Regions from separate parts of the Sus scrofa genome. Here region 1 is linked to region 2. The links are chromatin contacts, called in public Hi-C maps. All regions are on one chromosome and are shown on one strand. Each heading gives the region's core, a stretch centred on a gene start, on an enhancer-like site or on the middle of the called end of the contact. The rest is flanking DNA. Distances are from core to core; before and after follow the strand shown. Region 1 overlaps TEX2 (testis-expressed protein 2). Region 2 holds the start of MILR1 (allergin-1).

Region 1 (2,700 bases), core at 161-2,660, 220 kb after region 2:
ACAGTGGATTAAGGATCTGGTGTTGTCATGAGCTGTGGTGTAGGTTGCAGATGCGTTTCAGATCCCACCTTGCTGCGGCTGTGGCATAGGCTGGCGGCTATAGCTTGGATTGGACCCCTAGCCTGGGAACTTCTGTATGCCGTGGGTGCAGCCCTAGATAAGACAAAAAGGCAAAAAGACAACAAAAAAAAGTATCAGTGATAAAATGATTCGTTCTTTGGAGTTCCCGTCGTGGCTCAACCGTTAGTGAGCCCGACTGGCATCCATGAGAATGTGGGTTCAATCCCTGGCCTTGCTCAGTGAGTTGAGGATTGTGTTGCCGTGAGCTGTGGTGTAGGTCACAGATGAGGCTCGGATCTGGCATTGCTGTGGCTCTGGAGTAGGCTGGTGGCTGCAGCTCTGATTCAACCCTTAGCCTGGGAACCTCCATATACCGTGGGTGTGGCCCTAAAAAGACAAAAAGACCCCCCCCCAAGAAAAAAAGGTGAAATGATTCACTTTTTCCTATGTGTCTGACTCCAAGCACATTTCTAAAAAGATTTTTAGCAAAGGCAGCAGAACTGGAATAAGCCCTGTAAGGTGGCTCTTTGAAAGGCTATCACACTCATCTGGAATTTGAAGGTGTGCTTTAAAAAATAGGCTTGTCATGTTCTAACACATCTTATATAAGACTGTGCAGGTGTCTTTCTCTGAAATTCATGCTGGCATCATAAGGTTGAGATCACAAAATGCATGTTTAGTTATAAAACCTGAATATCAGCCAAACATTTAGTTACCCTCCTAATGAGTAAGAATTGGGAGCTGCATAACACAGCTCCCCATGCAGAGGGAGAGGTGCCATTTGGTCAGAGTCAGAATTTCATGTCATCTGGTGTGTTTTAACTGATACAGCTTTGTCTAAATTATTAACTTCAAGCCACAAAATTGTCCTGTTCTCTGTCCCACAGAGGATTAATTCAGGAACCCAAGAGCTCACTGCAGTGCTCAGCCTTTGGCATCTTTTCCTCCAGGTCTGGAGGCTGCCAGATGACAAATACCAGTGGGGACAGAAGGGGGCGGTGGCTCTGCATGCTTCACTGTGGTCCAGGATAGTAAGGCAGCCTTCTGTGCTGTGTAGACTCCTTACCTGGCAGCACCAGGTCTGAGCTGGGGGCACGGCCATGTTAGCGATGGAGGAGTAGGGTTTCTGAGACGGTCCCGTTATCTTTGGGGCTTTACCTCCCTGACTTCTTTCATCCCAAGACCCAGGGTAGGCTTTCTTGGGAATCATCTTCTGCTCTGTACATTTCCCACAGAAGAGCTCAGTGAGGGCCGCCTAACCCTGAAAGCTCAGAAGGACACACATGAGCATCGCCTGGACTAGCCAGGCCTCTGATGCGAGGAGGAGGAGTCAGGTGCTCCCCCTCAGCCAGGGACAGGAGGCTTTTGTGTCTGCAGAGGGCGTCCCCTTTTCACGCTGCATTCAAGCGGGTTGGCTGGAGCGCTGGCTCTAGTGTTTCAGAGCCAGGATGGAGAGGATCCGGGTGTCCTGCCAGGGAGAATATTCGTGCGGTCTTCTTACAGCCGGGCTCCTGTTTCAGGCGGAGATTTCAGTACCCTCCTCCCAGTGCTGGGGCCTCTGCTGGGCCTTCAACATCGCCAGGCGTGCTCTGCCCTTGGGTGCCCTTGGCCCTTTTGGCCAGAAGATGGCTGTCCCTGTGGGCGTCTGGTAGCTCAAGGACATCACCCGAGGAAGACCCCAAAGGGAGATGAGACCTAAGCTGTGTTACCTTCCCCATCCTGGTGATTTTGTCCTCGTCAAAAATACAAGGTCCCCTCTCTGCTTAGCCACCGTTTGGTAGCTTGACAGTGTTCAAAGGCTACTCTGTCCCTTGTTCATTTCATCCCCCTTAAGTCTCTGAGCCTCAGAGATGGGCTCTGCCATCTGCCCCTCTGAAGCAAAGGCACCATCAGAGGAGGCAGCCGCCTTTTGTGTGGCTGAAGCTCAGCCAGGAACCCCACCCCCACCCCACCCAGTACCCTCACAGGGGAGCTTGATCGTTCACCACTGCAGGTGACCCAGCAGCCCCCAGGCCTCTGGAAACCAAGGATCCACCTGGAAAGACTAATGAGGGACATTGCTCTCGGGTGAAGCTTTTCATTACTTCATTTAAAAAAGGTTTTAAATTAGTTTCTCCGGAAAGTTCCTGAGTCCTCATATCAGTTGCTCCCTCGAGTCCCTTGAGATTTGTACCCTGTGGTTGTTGGCTCTTTTCTGTGACCTTCAGGAGCTGGGGCAGGCATGGGGTAAGATATGTAATCTCAGGAAGGATTCTTGAGCCAAATCTAACCTGGAGGTAACCAGGCCCAAACGCCTCATGTTGTTGAACTCAGCGAGTCAGGGGACTTGCCTGAACATCCCCGTCACCTGTGAGGTGGTCATGTCACCAACATGAGCTCTCACCTGATCCGTGCAACCATCCTTCTTTCCACTCACCCTCCCATTGGCCACGCTGCACTGTTGACGAAATCACTGCATCTTGTGTGACTGCATCACGCTCCCACCGCCTGTCTTTCTGACGCATGCGCAGAATCGAACCCTTCAGGCCCAAGTCCTCTGCGGTCCTGCCAGGGGACTCGGCGCTGAAGAGTCTCCCGGGGAGCCAGGCCAATCCGAGGACCCTTGGATTGGGCCTCTTCTGGGCGGGGTGGGTGGTGGAG
Region 2 (2,768 bases), core at 82-2,581:
GTTTTTCTCATCCTCTCACAATCCAGTGCAGCCTTTTGAACTGGAAGAGAGAAAAGGAACATGAGAAGACTCTTTTTCCACATGGTGTTTCGATTTGGAGGTTCAAGCTTCAGAATGGTAAGGACGCCTTAAATGCGACAGAAGGCAAAATGCCCCCAAAGAATAGTTTGTTCAGATGGCTCCACATTCTCCTGAATGAAATCAAGAGGAGGACGAGGGAGGCTTGGTGGAACCCGGGTGGTAAATCACTTAGAGAACTTCCTCCTTTTTGACCAAGTTAGAGAAGTCAGAGTTGCATGAACAAAGCCTGACACAGAAGACTGGTTGGTGTGACCCTGAGAGTTCTTGTAAGCAGAGATATGGCAGGTTGCCTGTAGTTCAGGCTGGCTGGGAAGTTGGACAGTGGGAAAAGAAAAAGTGTTGTCTTTATGTAAACCCACCTGCTCATCTCTTTCTGGATTCAGCCTATGTCTAAAGGAATTAGCAGAAGTGCGGTTTAGTCTTGGGAAGCAATATTGACTCTACAGAGACACATGGAAACATGGCTGTGGCATAAGCCTGTGGCTACAGGTCTTATTTGACTCCTAGCCTGGGAACCTCCATAGGCCGTGGGTGCAGCCCTAAAAAGACCAAAAAGAAAGAAAGAAAGAAAGAAACGTGGCAGCAGAAATGCCTGATTGTGTTCATTGCTGGTTCCTAGGCCCTGCTCCAAGCTTACTGGGGGTGAAACCTGGGACTCTGAATTTTCACAAGGGCCCCAGTGGTCTCAGAGTCTCTAAATTACAACCCACAGTGACTTGTGATTCACCACTACCCAATCCAGAATTCTCCTGACTCTGCAAAGTGCATGCAGTAACAAAGCCACACACTTTGCTGTTGCCAGCCTGAAGTGGGAAGTGGTGAGAGGTTCCCAAGTGGCAGGAGGTGTAACTGAGCTGGGCCACTTGTGTTACTGATTCTTGTTGCCACCCAGGGTTGGTCCTGTAGGTCTCACACATTCCCATGGACAGGCGCCCTCTCTGTGGGGAAGACAGGGCCCTCCCTGCCCAGGTACAAGTTCCTCTAGGACATCATCCAACCTCCATAAGAACTCACTCCAGGTGCTTCTTGCTCGGGCTCCCCAGGTCCCTCCTGTGGTGGTCAGTCATTTCCGGTCCCACATCTGGCCACCCCTGGGGGTCTGAGCAGAGCCCGGGCCTGCTGCCGTCACCCCCATTTCCTCTTTGTCTGGCCTTCACTGTCTGGAAGCAATTCATCTTATTTAGCTTTCAGTTCATAAAAGGCTTTTATTTCCTTCTGACCTGAAAAGTCACTTCTGGGAGTTCCCGTTGTGGCTCAGTGGTTAACGAATCCATGAGGTTGCAGCTTTGATTCCTGGCCTCACTCAGTGGGTTAAGAATCCTGTGTTGCCGTGAGCTGTGGTGTATGTAGGTCGCAGACGCAGCTCGGTCTGGGCTTGCTGTGGTTCTGGCTTAGGCCGGCGGCTACAGCTCCGATTAGACCCCTAGCCTGGAAACCTCCATATGCCTCATTTGTGGCCCTAAAAAGGCAAAATAAATAAATAATAAATAAATAAATAAATAAAAGTCACTTCTCAAGCACCCAGCCTTCTAACAAAGACGGCACTCGATGCTTTGATACTGTGATATTGGTGGCGGTTTCTTTCACTAAAGAAGAGGGAGAGAAAGAACCCCACAGATTTACTCTCTGATAGGATGACCCACAATGCCAGAATTTCTGCTAAAGGGAATCAGAGGTTTCCTTCTTGACTTTTCCCTCCATTGTCCATCCATCCTGGCCTGAGCATGGGAGAGATCTGGGTTCTCCAGAAACGCTGACACGTCTGGGGCATTGCTGTGAGTAGAACTTTCAGCTGGGGCAGGAAGCTTGCAAACCGCAGCTTGGACACAAAGACAACAAAGGAAACCAGGGGAAGTGCTGCTTAGAGCTGCTGTAAACGTTGCTAGCATTGCCTTAGTGAGGCCCTGGGAAAAGGATCGTGATATGTCAGAGGCTACACAACAAATCAAATGGAAAAAGAAAAAGTTCATCCACGGACCAGGCACGTTCCTTGGGGCCCAGATCAAGACAGATGCACCTTGTCATGGTCCACAGCAATTTGCCATATTGATAAACTTGATAACACTAAATAGTCAAACAGTAAAGTTAGGCTTTCTGTTGTCTAAGAGCTTCACACTCCTTACAGAACCTCTATGAGGTGTGCAGAGGTATTATTAAAAATATTTTACAACCAGGAGAGAAATACACAACACACGGATCCAATATTTTATTTTTTTATTATTATTATTTTTTGTCTTTATGCCATTTCTGGGCCGCTCCCTCGGCATATGGAGGTTCCCAGGCTAGGGGTCTAACCAGAGCTATAGCTGCCAGCCTACCCAGAGCCACAGCAACACAGGATCCGAGCCGTGTCTGCAACCTACACCACAGCTCACAGCCACGCCGGATCCTTAGCCCACTGAGCAAGGGCAGGGATCTAACCCGCAACCTCATGGTTCCTAGTGGATTCGTTAATCACTGCGCCACAATGGGAACTCCACGGATCCAATATTTTAAAATATATTTCACCACTCCTGCTTTATCTCTAAATAAACTAAGCTATATTATAAAACTATTCAGGTGATATAAATTTTTGAGCAAATCACTGATAAAATTATTATCATAATTTCTAAAATTTTGTTGATGTTCAGAAATGGTTGCAACATTATCCCCAAAAGTGAGCCCTGTCCACTTTTGGGGATGATTTG

Evidence for each region. Hi-C and Micro-C count contacts between places; a contact is called where the count stands out from the background.
Region 1: a contact with region 2 is called in a Hi-C map of skeletal muscle, with 5 times the contacts expected there. The contact joins the enhancer-like site here to the promoter of MILR1 in region 2. A contact is called at or near these places in 2 of 5 promoter capture datasets (fetal liver and liver), 15 of 47 Hi-C or Micro-C datasets (alveolar macrophages, embryonic fibroblasts, heart right ventricle and 6 more) and 2 of 2 datasets of contacts at active chromatin or transcription factors (alveolar macrophages and skeletal muscle).

The regions. Positions count from the first base shown.
Region 1 is chr12:14,854,826-14,857,525 of Sscrofa11.1, forward strand. All of the region lies in intron 10 of TEX2 (testis-expressed protein 2), which reads left to right. Among named protein-coding and RNA genes, the nearest start is that of ERN1, 26 kb to the right of the region's middle. Within about 2 kb of position 1,411, at least 9 of the 83 cell types and tissues checked have an H3K27ac peak or open chromatin away from gene starts, as enhancers often do. A contact at or near this core is called in fetal liver and skeletal muscle, where this site is marked.
Region 2 is chr12:14,636,615-14,639,382 of Sscrofa11.1, forward strand. It overlaps MILR1 (allergin-1), which reads right to left and starts at 1,332. Exons shown (of 9, transcript XM_021066766.1): 1 at 1-1,332. The coding sequence starts at 83.